2 separate regions of the Salmo salar genome follow, and region 1 is linked to region 2. The links are chromatin contacts, called in public Hi-C maps. All regions are on one chromosome and are shown on one strand. The core of a region is the stretch at or near the end of the contact, and the rest is flanking DNA. Distances in the headings are between cores, read along the strand shown.

Region 1 (6,493 bases), core at 3,248-5,747, 170 kb before region 2:
TCCCCAGACCTGAATCCAATTGAGTACATCTGGGACAACATGTCTTGCTCCATCCACCAACGCCACGTTGCACCACAGACTGTCCAGGAGTTGGCGGATGCTTTAGTCCAGGTCTGGGAGGAGATCCCTCAGGAGACCATCCGCCACCTCATCAGGAGAATGCCCAGGCGTTGTAGGGAGGTCATACAGGCACGTGGAGGCCACACACACTACTGAGCCTCATTTTGACTTGTTTTAAGGACATTACATCAAAGTTGGATCAGCCTGTAGTGTGGTTTTCCACTTTAATTTTGAGTGTGACTCCAAATCCAGACCTCCATGGGTTGATAAATTGGATTTCCATTGATTATTTTTGTGTGATTTTGTTGTCAGCACATTCAACTATGTAAAGAAAAAAGTATTTAATAAGATTATTTCTTTCATTCAGATCTAGGATGTGTTGTTTAAGTGTTCCCTTTATTTTTTTGAGCAGTATATTTTATAATATTTTAGGGTTCCATAATGTGCTCTTAGTTCTACTCTTAATTGATCTCCTTGACTGCATTTTATAACTGAAATATGTTTGTAAAGAATTGCATTGGACTTTGGGTCTGTTCCTGCTGGGACCGGAGTCTGCCGGTTGAGAAAGCCCAATATACAGTTGAGTAGAGGGTGAGACTCACCTGCTGCAAAATTGCCTCACTCATGGCAGGATCACTGAAGTTCGTAGGTGAATCAGGGGTCAGCTCCACTCTCACCATCTGTATCTTCTTAGTGGGGGACTCTATCAATAGACAGCACAGATGGTAGAACATCACGCTATTTATCTGGGGAAAAGGCTGAATTTATCAGTGGTAACCAAAGCAAGAGTGGTCCACATACTTTTGTATATATAGTGTATGGGGACACCCCTTCAAATTAGTGGATTCGGCTATTACATGCCGAATCCACTAATTTGAAGGGGTGTCCACATACTTTTGTGTATATAATGTATATTCTACCAATCAAAATATACAGCTATTTTAGAGCAATCTCTGCCGTCACAGTCTGTCTGTCTTGGTTGCTTCACATGCACAAACAATCATTATCACACAATAGCGGAGGTGCATAAAGATGGCGGCCTCCATCACTTACCACAAATGCCTAGTTTGCTAAGTTCGCCTATTGTACATTGCACTCAATTAAACATTTTTTTTAATCATCATTAGTACAGCATACATGATCCCAATTCTATCTCAAATACGCAGGGCAATTTGAAAAATTGTATAGCGTCGGCACTATATCTTGTGGAAGGATGAAATAGTATGAATAAATTAACCAAAATAACGTTTTTAATGAAAATATGTCAATCATTATTTGAATAAGTTGGTAACCCGTTGTATAAAAGTGCTAATGCCCTCGAAGCCGGTGTTTGGTGCATGTATTGGAACGGTTTGGTAGCGCTGCTAAAACAATGACGTCATACCCATTGATAAGTAAAAGCGCACAACTCCTTAGAATCAAATCCCTTACCTGTGCAGATGACTCCAGCGTCCTCATAATGGTTACAGTTGTGCATTCCCCAGCCTAAGTGGGAGCAGGTTGAGAGATCTAGCTCGCTTCCCTTGCAGTCTACATCATCTAGGAGGATAGGGTCCGAGCCGAGGCCGAAGTAGGCCTGAGAAATGGCTGAGGTGGCGGGGCCACAGCCCAGCTGCCTGCACACCACCTGGGCATCTTGAAGGTCCCATGAGTCATCACACACCGTGCCCCACTGGTTGATGTGGAACACCTCCACACGGCCCTGGCAGCGGTCATTGCCATTCACCATGCGGATGGTGGGCATCTCTGGAGAAGACCGAGAGATTGACAGATGGGCACATGTCAAAATAGAGAAGAAGAAAGTCTTCATGGTATGCTTGATGGCAAAAAGGTGTTGTTGCACAATCTATAAATAGAACATTCAGTAGTACATCCTTATGAATAATAAGTAAATATCCCAATGTCACAAAAAGCTGTTGGCCTACCAATTAGCTTCTGGAGTGTTTATTTCACGCTCACTGAAAGTAGTGATGTGCAGTTTGAGAACGATTTGTTCTTGTTGAACAACTCTTTTCACTGACTCGAGTCATGGTTAGTTTTTACGAGTAACTCATTCATTTTAGTCGTTAAATTTGACCTGCTGGCCGCAATGAATTCTTCAGCAGGCTTATATATTATTCAGCAAGATTGATATGCGCTCCTCTGGCTCAGCGGCTCTGGAGACATGCTCTGACCACCAACTGTTTATCATACAGTATGTGCGCACAGGAAAATAGATCATGCAGACAGTTTAGAGAAGGAAAAAGACATGTTTAGAACTGATAAGTGATTGCATGGTGTAAAACTGTATGCAATGAATTGATCATTGAAGGTTATCGATGGACACTGCTGTGTAGAACCAAACATTACACAGCCTGCTTCTGCTCAACAAACTCGAGAAGGAATTGTTTGGGGGTCGCTGCAGTTAACATTAACGATGATCTGCCTATGGTAGCCAAGCAATTGCATTCCACTAAACCTTGTTTTAAAGGTATCAAGAAATAATCTTATTTGTATGTCTAGCAATCAGAAATGTACATTGTTTTGAAGCCCACTTTTATTAGTCTCGGTCACAAATGACAGAGAGAACGAGAGTCTTGTAGAATCATGATTGTTTTGAGTTTTCAGTTCATTGTTCGCTGGTAGGGGTCCTGCATGCTTTGGCCTCTGGGCATTATTGAATCAAAGGAACGAATCTAAAGAGTCTATAGATTCATTCTTTTGAAAAATTTAAAAGATCAGAGTCAGTATAAAGACACAAACTTCCCATCACTAACTAAAAGTAGGGGAGAGGGCTTTGATTCAGCTGCAAGCTGTAGGAGAGTGGGATAAATCGTGCGAAAGCGTTAGTTGAGCCAACCCTTGTTTCTAGGAAACCATACACACAATGAATCATGTGACCAAATATTTAGGAAGAGGCCATCATTTCATGGAGTCTGTGAAGGAAGAAACCACATGGAAAAAATGTAGTAAGTTTGATAAAAAAAAACGGATTTTCACAATGTCAAGTGAATTTGTGTTTGAGGTTTCATGATGCTTGTATCTAAACCTAAGTAGACAGTTTTAAGACTGTTTTATACATTAGTTGGGTTCTCTATACGAGGTCCTAAACCTAGCATGAAAATGCATCCTTGTTAGGGTTGCAAAGGGAGGGTATAATACTGGAAACTTCCAAAGTTTACCAGTAAACTACCAGAATTTTGGTATCTTTCAAGGATTTGATGTAATCATTTTTTATTAATTAGGCTATTTTCTCTTGAACCATAAGGTTTATCCACTAGAAACTCATGGACAATGTGGACACATATATAATAAATTAATACTATATATGAATACATGATTATTTTTTTTTTACCAAAGTTATGATAGAATGCCTTAGATTTTCTGTTAATTACCAAAATTACTGAAGATTCCGGTAACTTTGGTAAATTATCCGGTAACTATGCAACCCTAATCCTTGTGGGCTAATATAATAAACGTTTTGCTTTGGGGTAAATTGTGCCATTTGGCCAGGGCAAGTTAAGCCAAAGGCTGAACATACCCCATACAAATGATGATTACATTTGTCAGTAATTGCATAGTATTTTAGAAAACTGTCATGCATATGAACTCGAGATGGGACAGGGAACAATTTTTTTCTTCTTTTGGCTCTATACTCCAAAAGTTTGGATTTGAAATCAAACAATGACTGAGGTTAATGTGCAGATTTTCAGCTTTAATTTGAGGGTGTTTTCATCCATATCGTGTGACAATTTGTAAGTCGCTCTGGATAAGAGCGTCTGCTAAATGACGTAAATGTAAACTGCTATGTATATGGGACCAAATACTTAACTTTTTACTACTTTATTACAATATAAGTGAATTTGTCCCAATACCTTTGTTCCCCTAAAATGAAGGGACTATGTACAAAAAGTGTTCACCCGATATGATGAAAATACCCTAACATTTAAGTTGACAGTCTGCACTTTAACCTCATAGTTTGATTTCAAATCCAAAGTTTTGAAGTATAGAGACACCTTCTTTTTTTTTAAACTCTTCACTCTCCCAATAATTACATAGGGCACAGTATCTGTTGTTATATTTGTTAGAAAGAATACTATATTTCCTTGACGTAATGATGCTAAATGTAAAAAATGTCTCAACATTCCCCACTGTCCCCTATAAGGTACTGTACTGTAGGTCTATTTATCATATCACATGGGATGCAGCATTATTACCTCTTGTTGTCATAGCAGGTGTAGAGGCATCCATCATAGTTTCTGTTACGTCTGTCACTAGAGTAGAAAAAGGGAATCAAAATCAGAATACCCTTTTCATAGTTTATCCCTCTACATAAGCATGTGAAGCAGATTGGGATCTGTGAAACTCACTCGTGAAGTGTCTCCCCTTACGCAATCAATATAGCAACGGGTAGAGACGCTTCAGGAGTGTGGTCACGAATGTTTGCGAGGCAGAGGTCCTGAGTTCGAGCCTTGTTAATAATAGCCGAATTAGGGGGAAGCGGTACTTGGTTAAGCAAGCAGTGTGACGTCATTTACAATGATGCCATGTGACTCGGATCTGCAGTTGCGCTCAGCTCACCGCTGGGGGTCGCTGTGGAGTGAATCCACTGTTCAGACCAAATCTTTCGACTGTTCGAACCAAAATACTGGGGGAGCTCAATAAAACATTAGAAAGTCAATATTACTGTACTTCAGTCAGTACAGACTCTACTTCCAGTACAGTCACTACTACTACCATTACAGTACATTACTCATGCTGTACTACTACAATCAATACTACTATTTCTACAGTCACCACTGCACAGAAAAAAGGGTTCTGCGGCTGTCCCAATAGAAGAACCGCTTTTGGTTCCAGGTATAACTCTTTTGGGTTCCATGTAGAACCCTCTGGAAAGGGTTCTTCCTGTAACCAAAAGTGGTTCTTCAAAGGGTTCTCCTATGGGACAGCAGAAGAACCCCTTTTGGTTCTAGATAGAAAAAAAAGATGCTAAGAGTGTACTGTTACTGGAATAAAATAAACTATAATTACTACTTCCACTACCAATAAAAATGAAGACTGCAGTAGCAAACACACACATTTTCTTTTCAACATTCAGAAAGATGGTCTCTGTTGCTTGAACTATGACATTTTTTTTGTGCTCTGAAAAACCTTCCATCTGCTTTAATGGGATTTCTTCAACATTATAAACATTGCATTGTTAGATGTATCATTTTTAAAGAAAATCTGTGATTTAGATCTTTGTGCTTATACTGATCACAGACTGCAGCTTTTAAGCAACCTCTCGTAACATTAGCTCTTATACTACCCAATTTTGGGTAGTCCACTAAAGAATTCAAGAGTCTACTAAACTATCTGCCTGTGTTCAGCTTCAATTCTACAATGGCCTTTAAAGGGGAAACTTGTTGTTCGATGGTTCCTCACCCTGAAAGAAGTCTAGTCCAGGAGAAACTGTGTGGTTTGGTTTTCTGTAAACAGCCACTACAAACTTAAGCTAAGTTCAGCCACCGCTAGCTAAACATCTATGGGAGTGATAGGGGCAACTGAGGTTCATGTTATTTGAAGGTGATTTACGTCATTATTTTTTTTACATTTCACTGTTGCCCCTAACACTTTGGTTGTGATGCTGGCAAGGGGAGTTACTACTCTGGTCTGGACATTTTTAGGCTTCAGAATAGAACAAATATCCTGTCTGTTCGGAATGGAATGATAGGGAAATAATTATGGTTCCTGCTTTGAATAGGAAATTCCACAGCCAAACTCCCATGCTGGCAAATTGTCTTAAACTATTCTCTTTAAAGACCCAGGGCAGCCGTTTTTATCTCAGTACCAAACCATTTCTGGGTAACAAATAAGTACCTGACTGCAGTGGCGTAAAGTACTACTTAAGTAGTTTTTTTGGGTATCTATACTTTACTATTTATATTTTAGAAAACTTTTACTTTTACTTCACTACATTCCTAAATAAAATAATGTACTTTTGATTCCAAACATGTTCCTTGACAGCCAAAAATACTCGTTACACTTTGAAGGCATAGCAGGACAGGAAAATGGTCAAATTCATGCACTTCTCAAGAGAAAATCCCAGGTCATTCCTACTGCCTCTGATATGGCGGACTCACTAAACACAAATGCTTAGTTTGAAAAGATGTTGGAGTGTGCCCCTGGCTATCCGTAAATAACAAAAACAAGAAAATGGTTCAGTCTGGTTTGCTTAATATAAGGAATTTGCAAAAATATACTTATCTATCAGAAGTAAAAGTATAAATAATTTCCTTTTAATACTTAAGTATATTTAAAACCAAATACTTTTAGACTTTTACTCAAGTAGTATTTTAGTCATTTTCTATTAAAGGTATCTTTACTTTTACTCAAGTATGACAATTTAGTACTTTTTCCACCACTGAGTAAAAGTAAAGATACCTTTAATAGAAAATGACTAAAATACTACTTG
Region 2 (6,707 bases), core at 451-2,950:
GCACCTATTTTCACAAAGTGTTATAATAAGGGACCGAACCGTCCTCCTATTAAACCCAAATGTCAACAACCATTTTATACAAATATGTCCACTGTCCTCAGTCTGAAACGCCGTCATTCCCAGAGGAATGCGAGAAATAAATGCCGATAATGGCAGCTCTGGATTTCTCGGCGTAGCTAGGCACCTCCACCACCGGCACCTGGTGATTCTCGGCCGGATGCATGGTCTCTAGCACGGTATCGTTGAGCGCAGGCACCGAAAACTTCTTGGCGATGTTATGCAGGACGCAGCAGGCCTTGATGATCTCAGCCTTCTTGTCCAGACTGTTCTGCTGCACGTGGCCCAGATTGGCCAGGCACCTGAAGCGCCTCTTCACCAAGGTGATGGTCCTCTGGAGGACCGAGTGGATCATGCCGTGGGCTGCGTTGAACCGCCGATCCGCCTTATCTTTGGCTGGCGAAACGGTCGTCAGGAGGTGTCTGCTCAACGCATAGCCTTTCCCGGCTTTGTGGGATCAAAAAAACAAAAAACAGAGGCAAGTATGAACATTGGTGAATCACAACAGACTTTTTTTTTTAACACTGACGGAGTGACCCACCTAAAGTTAGACCACTGTTTTTGGTCTAACTCACTCAGAACTGTTCCAGACCAACACCAACTTACCTGATTTCAGCTTGTTGTTTGTTTAAAACGGGTGTTAGTACTGGGCTGAAACAGCCTGCACACTTAATAGCTCTCCAGGGCCAGGAGTTTGAGACCCTTCATAACAGGGGTGGCTAGTGAGTCTGCACAGTATTTCTAGTCATAAGAAATGTATAAAACATATTCCTGTGTAGAATTAGCTTACCAATGATCCAATGCGTCCCATGTGCTCCATGCTTTAGTTGCTGGGCAATATCCGACATATCCCATATGGTTTGCTCTGGTGTGCTGCCAACGCAGCAGTTTTCAACACTCATTAAATTCCCTTCACAATCGCATATGACTTGGGTCATGACGGTGTGGTTATCCATTGTGTTCCGAAAAGCTTCCTTGTCGTGCTGAGGTGGTCTCACCTTGACATGCATGCATCCCACCAAGCCCATGGAGGTCGGAATCCCGCATATTTTCTTGATCTCGTGTGCCACATTTGCTCGTTCCTCACCATTCGCCGGGAAAGTGATAAACTCCCTGACCATACCTGACAACACTTTGGAGACATTGTTGATGACTTCGTGAATCTCCATTTGCTCCATTTGAATCATATCTACGACTTTGGTTGACAAAATACCATTTACGTAATAGTCCAGTGCCACTATCACCATTTCATCGACGGAAGGTCCATTCATTTGCTGGAGCGTGGCTTTCATCCGGAGCCTGACGCAATCCGTGATGAAATTTATGCAAGGTCTAGTTAAACGGAACCTCTCAAATAAGTAATCATCATTGTAATCGCCCAAGTAGTTTTTCTGTGGCTCTGGGAAGTTGTTTGCCTCGGCCTCTTCGTCGTCTTCGTAGAGTTCTGCTTGAGCAGCTAACCACACAGCGGGAGCAAAAGCCATGTCTAGGCTAGACTAACAGGCAAATGTTTGCAGAGAAACAACCCGTGTTGGATGCTCGGCATGGAATTAGAACATTCCGGCTAGCTACTTATCTAAGTCCTAAACATGTCACATTTCATTCACGTCAAGCTTCAAATACAAACGTTTCTTTGCACCGAACGATTGTAAACAATGAAAAACGTGACGGAGGAAGGAAGTAAATCTTCTTCATTGGTGGACATGGTCTGTAAAGCAGTTTAAAGGGGTACACCCAATGGGTACACCGCCATCTATGGGCTGGAGGGCTTGAGAAGTCTTTGCTACAAATGTACAGTATGACATGTATTTTGCAGACTCTCAAAATAATGTATTGATAAAATCAGTGGTGGGGAAAAAGTACTGAATTGTCATACTTGAGTAAAAGTAAAGATACCTTAATAGAAAATGACTCAAGTAAAAATAAAAGTCACCAAGTAAAATACTACTTGACTTGAGTAAAAGTTTAAAAGTATCTGGTTTTAAATGGACTTAAGTACAGTGGTGGAAAAATTACTAATTTAGTAAGTAAATGCTATACATCAAATTCCTTATAGCAAGCAGACCAGATGGCACGATTTTCTTATGTTTTTAATGTACAGACAGCCAGGATCACACTCCAACATTTAATGTACAAATGCTGTATTTATGGTTAGTGAATCCACCAGTTCAGAAGCAGTAGGGATGGCAACGCGTTACATGAAGTGGACCATATTGATGTCCTGCCTGAGCATTCGAAATGTAACGAGTATTTTTGGGTGTCAGGGAAAATGGATAATAGGAGTAAAAAATACATATGTACTTTACTTAGTTGCTTTACACCACTATATACAAGATATTGTATTACCAAATTCAGAATATCACATTTAAATGAAAGTATGGCATTTCCCTCTCAATACATCAACATCAATATGTAAGAATGAGATGTAGCGTGCCTCGCCCTTCTGAGTGGATATAGACCCCTCTTCAGTACACGGCACACTGACCGACTATTGGGGGCAGTAAGAAAGCCATTGCCATCTGCGCCTTTACGTTTGTATTACTCCTAAAAATAATAATAACTGTTTTGGGTTCTCGTATGCTTACAATTATATTTTGATTCTTGCATGAACAGTCCCTAAGATTATATTCGGTTGTAATCTTTGCAGAATAATTGATTTGCTATGATGACACAAATATTATATTAAGCAGGACATTCAGACGAGCCTTAAAATGTAATTCTAATCCAAAAGTGTTGTAAAATGCACTTTTTTTTTGTTGCTGCCGTTCTATAAGAACTCCCCTTCGTTCTGCCACTAATTTGCGCGGATCGCCCTCATGCGGCAATGTTTGCAAACACAGAAAGGGGTCTATATATGCCACCTATAGGTATGGATCAGATTTGGCCCCCTGTCATTTCATTACAAAGACACATAAATCACCTGCATTATGAGTCTCAAAAACTTCCAATACCGGAATTTTTATGTTATTAGCTCATTATTTTCATTAGATGGCCTAATATAACTACGTACTCCAATATTTACTAGTAGCCTACCTTATTAAGGTATGCATGACACCCTCAGAAATGCATTGTTAAAAGGCCCAGTGCAGCTGTTATTATGTTGATATCAAATATTTATGGGTAACTATTAAGTACCTTACCACATTTCCATCCACAGTTTTTATGCGAGTAAAGTCATACTGTATAAAATAAATCACGACAGCTGCGATGGAAACAGGAAGTTTCGGTACAATTTTATAAATTCCGACAGACCATTTGTTCGTTCGACATGTTGGGATCTTTTTGTGTCGGTAAAATGTATTATGCGAGAAATGGCGGTGGAAACGCCTTTATTACCAAATATTGATATAATAACCATGATATCAAAGTAAACTTGGAGTCACGCAATGACATACTGTGTGGTCCTCCCACTACGACTCAGGAAACCATGCACTTCATTAGGCTACAGATGAAACAAGTTCTTATGAACTTCACAGGGCGGGGAAAGTGCCCTGTGATAGACTAATTGACATCATTTGAGTCAATTGGAGGTGAACCTGTGGATGTATTTCAAGGCCTACCTTCAAACTCAGTGCCTCTTTGCTTGACATCATGGGAAAAACTAAAGAAATCAGCCAAGACCTCAGAAAAAAATTGTAAACCTCCACAAGTCTGGTTCATCCTTGGGAGAAATTTCCAAACGCATGAAGGTACCACGTTCATCTGTACAAACAATAGTACGCAAGTATAAACACCATGGGACCATGCAGCCGTCATACCGCTCAGGAAGGAGACGCGTTCTGTCTCCTAGAGATGAACGTATTTTGGTGCGAAAAGTGCAAATCAATCCCAGAACAACAGCAAAGGACCTTGTGAAGATGCTGGAGGAAACAGGTACAAAAGTATCTATATCCACAGTAAAACGAGTCCTATATCAACATAACCTGAAAGGCCGCTCAGCAAGGAAGAAGCCACTGCTCCAAAACCGCCATCAAAAAGCAAGACTACGGTTTGCAACTGCACATGGGGAAAACGATCGTACTTTTTGGAGAAATGTCCTCTGGTCTGATGAAACAAAAACAGAAATGTTTGGTCATAATGACCATCGTTATGTTTGAAGGAAAAAGGGGGACGCTTGCAAGCCGAAGAACACCATCCCAACCGTGAAGCACGAGGGTGGCAGCATCATGTTGTGGGGGTGCTTTGCTGCAGGAGGGACTGGTGCACTTCACAAAATAGATGGCATCATGAGGGAGGAATATTATGTGGATATATTGAAGCAACATCTCAAGACATCAGTCAGGAAGTTAAAGCTTGGTCGCAAATGGGTCTTCCAAATGGACAATGACCACAAGCATACTTCCAAAGTTGTGGCAAAATGGCTTAAGGACAACAAAGTCACAGTATTGGAATGTCCATCATAAAGCCCTGACCTCAATCCCATTGAAAATGTGTGGGCAGAACTGAAAAAGGATGTGCGAGCAAGGAGGCCTACAAACCTGACTCGGTTACACCAGCTCTGTCAGGAGGAATGGGACAAAATTCACCCAACTTATTGTGGGACGCTTGTGGAAGGCTACCCGAAACGTTTGACCCAAGTTAAGCAATTTAAAGGCAATGCTACCAAATACTAATTGAGTGTATGTAAACTTCTGACCCACTGGGAATGTGATGAAAGAAATAAAAGCTGAAATAAATCCTTCTCTCTACTATTATTCTGACATTTCATATTCTTAAAATGAAGTGGTGATCCTAACTGACCTAAGACAGGGAATTTTTACTAGGATTAAATGTCAGGAATTGTGAAAAACTGATTTTAAATGTATTTGGCTAAGGTGTATGTAAACTTCCAACTTCAACTGTATACAGTGAGGGAAAAAAGTTTTTGATCCCCTGCTGATTTTGTATGTTTGCTCACTGACAAAGAAATGATCAGTCTATCATTTTAATGGTAGGTTTATTTGAACAGTGAGAGACAGAATAATAACAAATAAATCCAGAAAAACACATGTCAAAAATGTTATAAATTGATTTGCATTTTAATGAGGGAAATAAGTATTTGACCCCCTCTCAATCAGAAAGATTTCTGGCTCCCAGGTGTCTTTTATATAGGTATCGAGCTGAGATTAGGAGCACACTTAAAGGGAGTGCTCCTAATCTCAGTTTGTATAAAAGACACCTGTCCACAGAAGCAACCAATCAATCAGATTCCAAACTCTCTACTATGGCCAAGACCAAAGAGCTCTCCAAGGATGTCAGGGACAAGATTGTAGACTTACACAAGGCTGGAATGGAAGAAACGCAAAAGAACTGTCAATCTCCCTCGGCCTGGGGCTCCATGCAAGATCTCACCTCGTGGAGTTGCAATGATCATGAGAACAGTGAGGAATCAGCCCAGAACTACACGGGAGGATCTTGTCAATGATCTTAAGGCAGCTGGGACCATAGTCACCAAGAAAACAATTCGTAACACACTACGCCGTGAAGGACTGAAATCCTGCAGCGCCCGCAAGGTCCCCCTGCTCAAGAAAGCACATATACATGCCCGTCTGAAGTTTGCCAATGAACATCTGAATGATTCAGAGGACAACTGGGTGAAAGTGTTGTGGTCAGATGAGACCAAAATGGAGCTCTTTGGCATCAACTCAACTCGCTGTGTTTGGAGGAGGAGGAATGCTGCCTATGACCCCAAGAACACCATCCCCACCGTCAAACATGGAGGTGGAAACATTATGCTTTGGGGGTGTTTTTCTGCTAAAGGGACAGGACAACTTCACTGCATCAAAGGGATGATGGACGGGGCCATGTACCGTCAAATCTTGGGTGAGAACCTCCTTCCCTCAGCCAGGGCATTGAAAATGGGTCGTGGATGGGTATTCCAGCATGACAATGACCCAAAACAAGGCAAGGCAAGGCAACAAAGGAGTGGCTCAAGAAGAAGCACATCAAGGTCCTGGAGTGGCCTAGTCAGTCTCCAGACCTTAATCCCATGGAAAATCTGAGGAGGGAGGTGAAGGTTCGAGTTGCCAAACGTCAGCCTCGAAACCTTAATGACTTGGAGAAGATCTGCAAAGAGGAGTGGGACAAAATCCCTCCTGAGATGTGTGCAAACCTGGTGGCCAACTACAAGAAACGTCTGACCTCTGTGATTGCCAACAAGGGTTTTGCCACCAAGTACTAAGTCATGTTTTGCAGAGGGGTCAAATACTTATTTCCCTCATTAAAATGCTAATCATTTTATAACATTTCTGACATGCATTTTTCTGGATTTTTTTGTTGTTATTCTGTCTCTCACTTTTCAAATAAACCTACCATTAAAATTATAGACTGATCATTTCTTTGTCAGTGGGCAAATGTACAAAGTCAGCAGGGGATCTGTCACATCTTGACCATAGTAAGTTGTTATTTTCTATGGTAGAGTAGGTCAGGGTGTGACAGGGGGGTTTTCTAGTTTAGTTTTTCTATGTTGTATTGTTCTAGTTTTGTATTTCTATGTTGGGTTGTTCTAGTTTTTGTATTTCTATGTTGGGCTTTGTTTGAGATGATCTCCAATTAGAGGCAGCTGGTCATCATTGTCTCTAATTGGAGGTCATATTTAAGTTGGTGTTTGACCCACCTGGGTTTGTGGGAGATTAATTTTGAGTAGTGTATGTTTTCACCGCTGTGTCACG

What was found. A called contact is a pair of places that touch in the nucleus more often than the background predicts.
Region 1: a contact with region 2 is called in a Hi-C map of muscle, with 4 times the contacts expected there. The contact joins the promoter of LOC106579351 here to the promoter of si:dkey-197c15.6 in region 2. A contact is called at or near these places in 2 of 3 Hi-C or Micro-C datasets (gill and muscle).

What each region holds. Positions count from the first base shown.
Region 1 is chrssa19:59,542,152-59,548,644 of Ssal_v3.1, reverse strand. LOC106579351 (scavenger receptor cysteine-rich domain-containing group B protein) reads right to left here and starts at 4,497. Exons shown (of 4, transcript XM_014159194.2): 1 at 4,257-4,497; 2 at 1,492-1,806; 3 at 663-763. The coding sequence starts at 4,293.
Region 2 is chrssa19:59,370,982-59,377,688 of Ssal_v3.1, reverse strand. It overlaps si:dkey-197c15.6 (CK077 protein), which reads right to left and starts at 1,700. Exons shown (of 1, transcript NM_001140421.1): 1 at 1-1,700. The coding sequence starts at 1,541. The coding sequence ends at 777.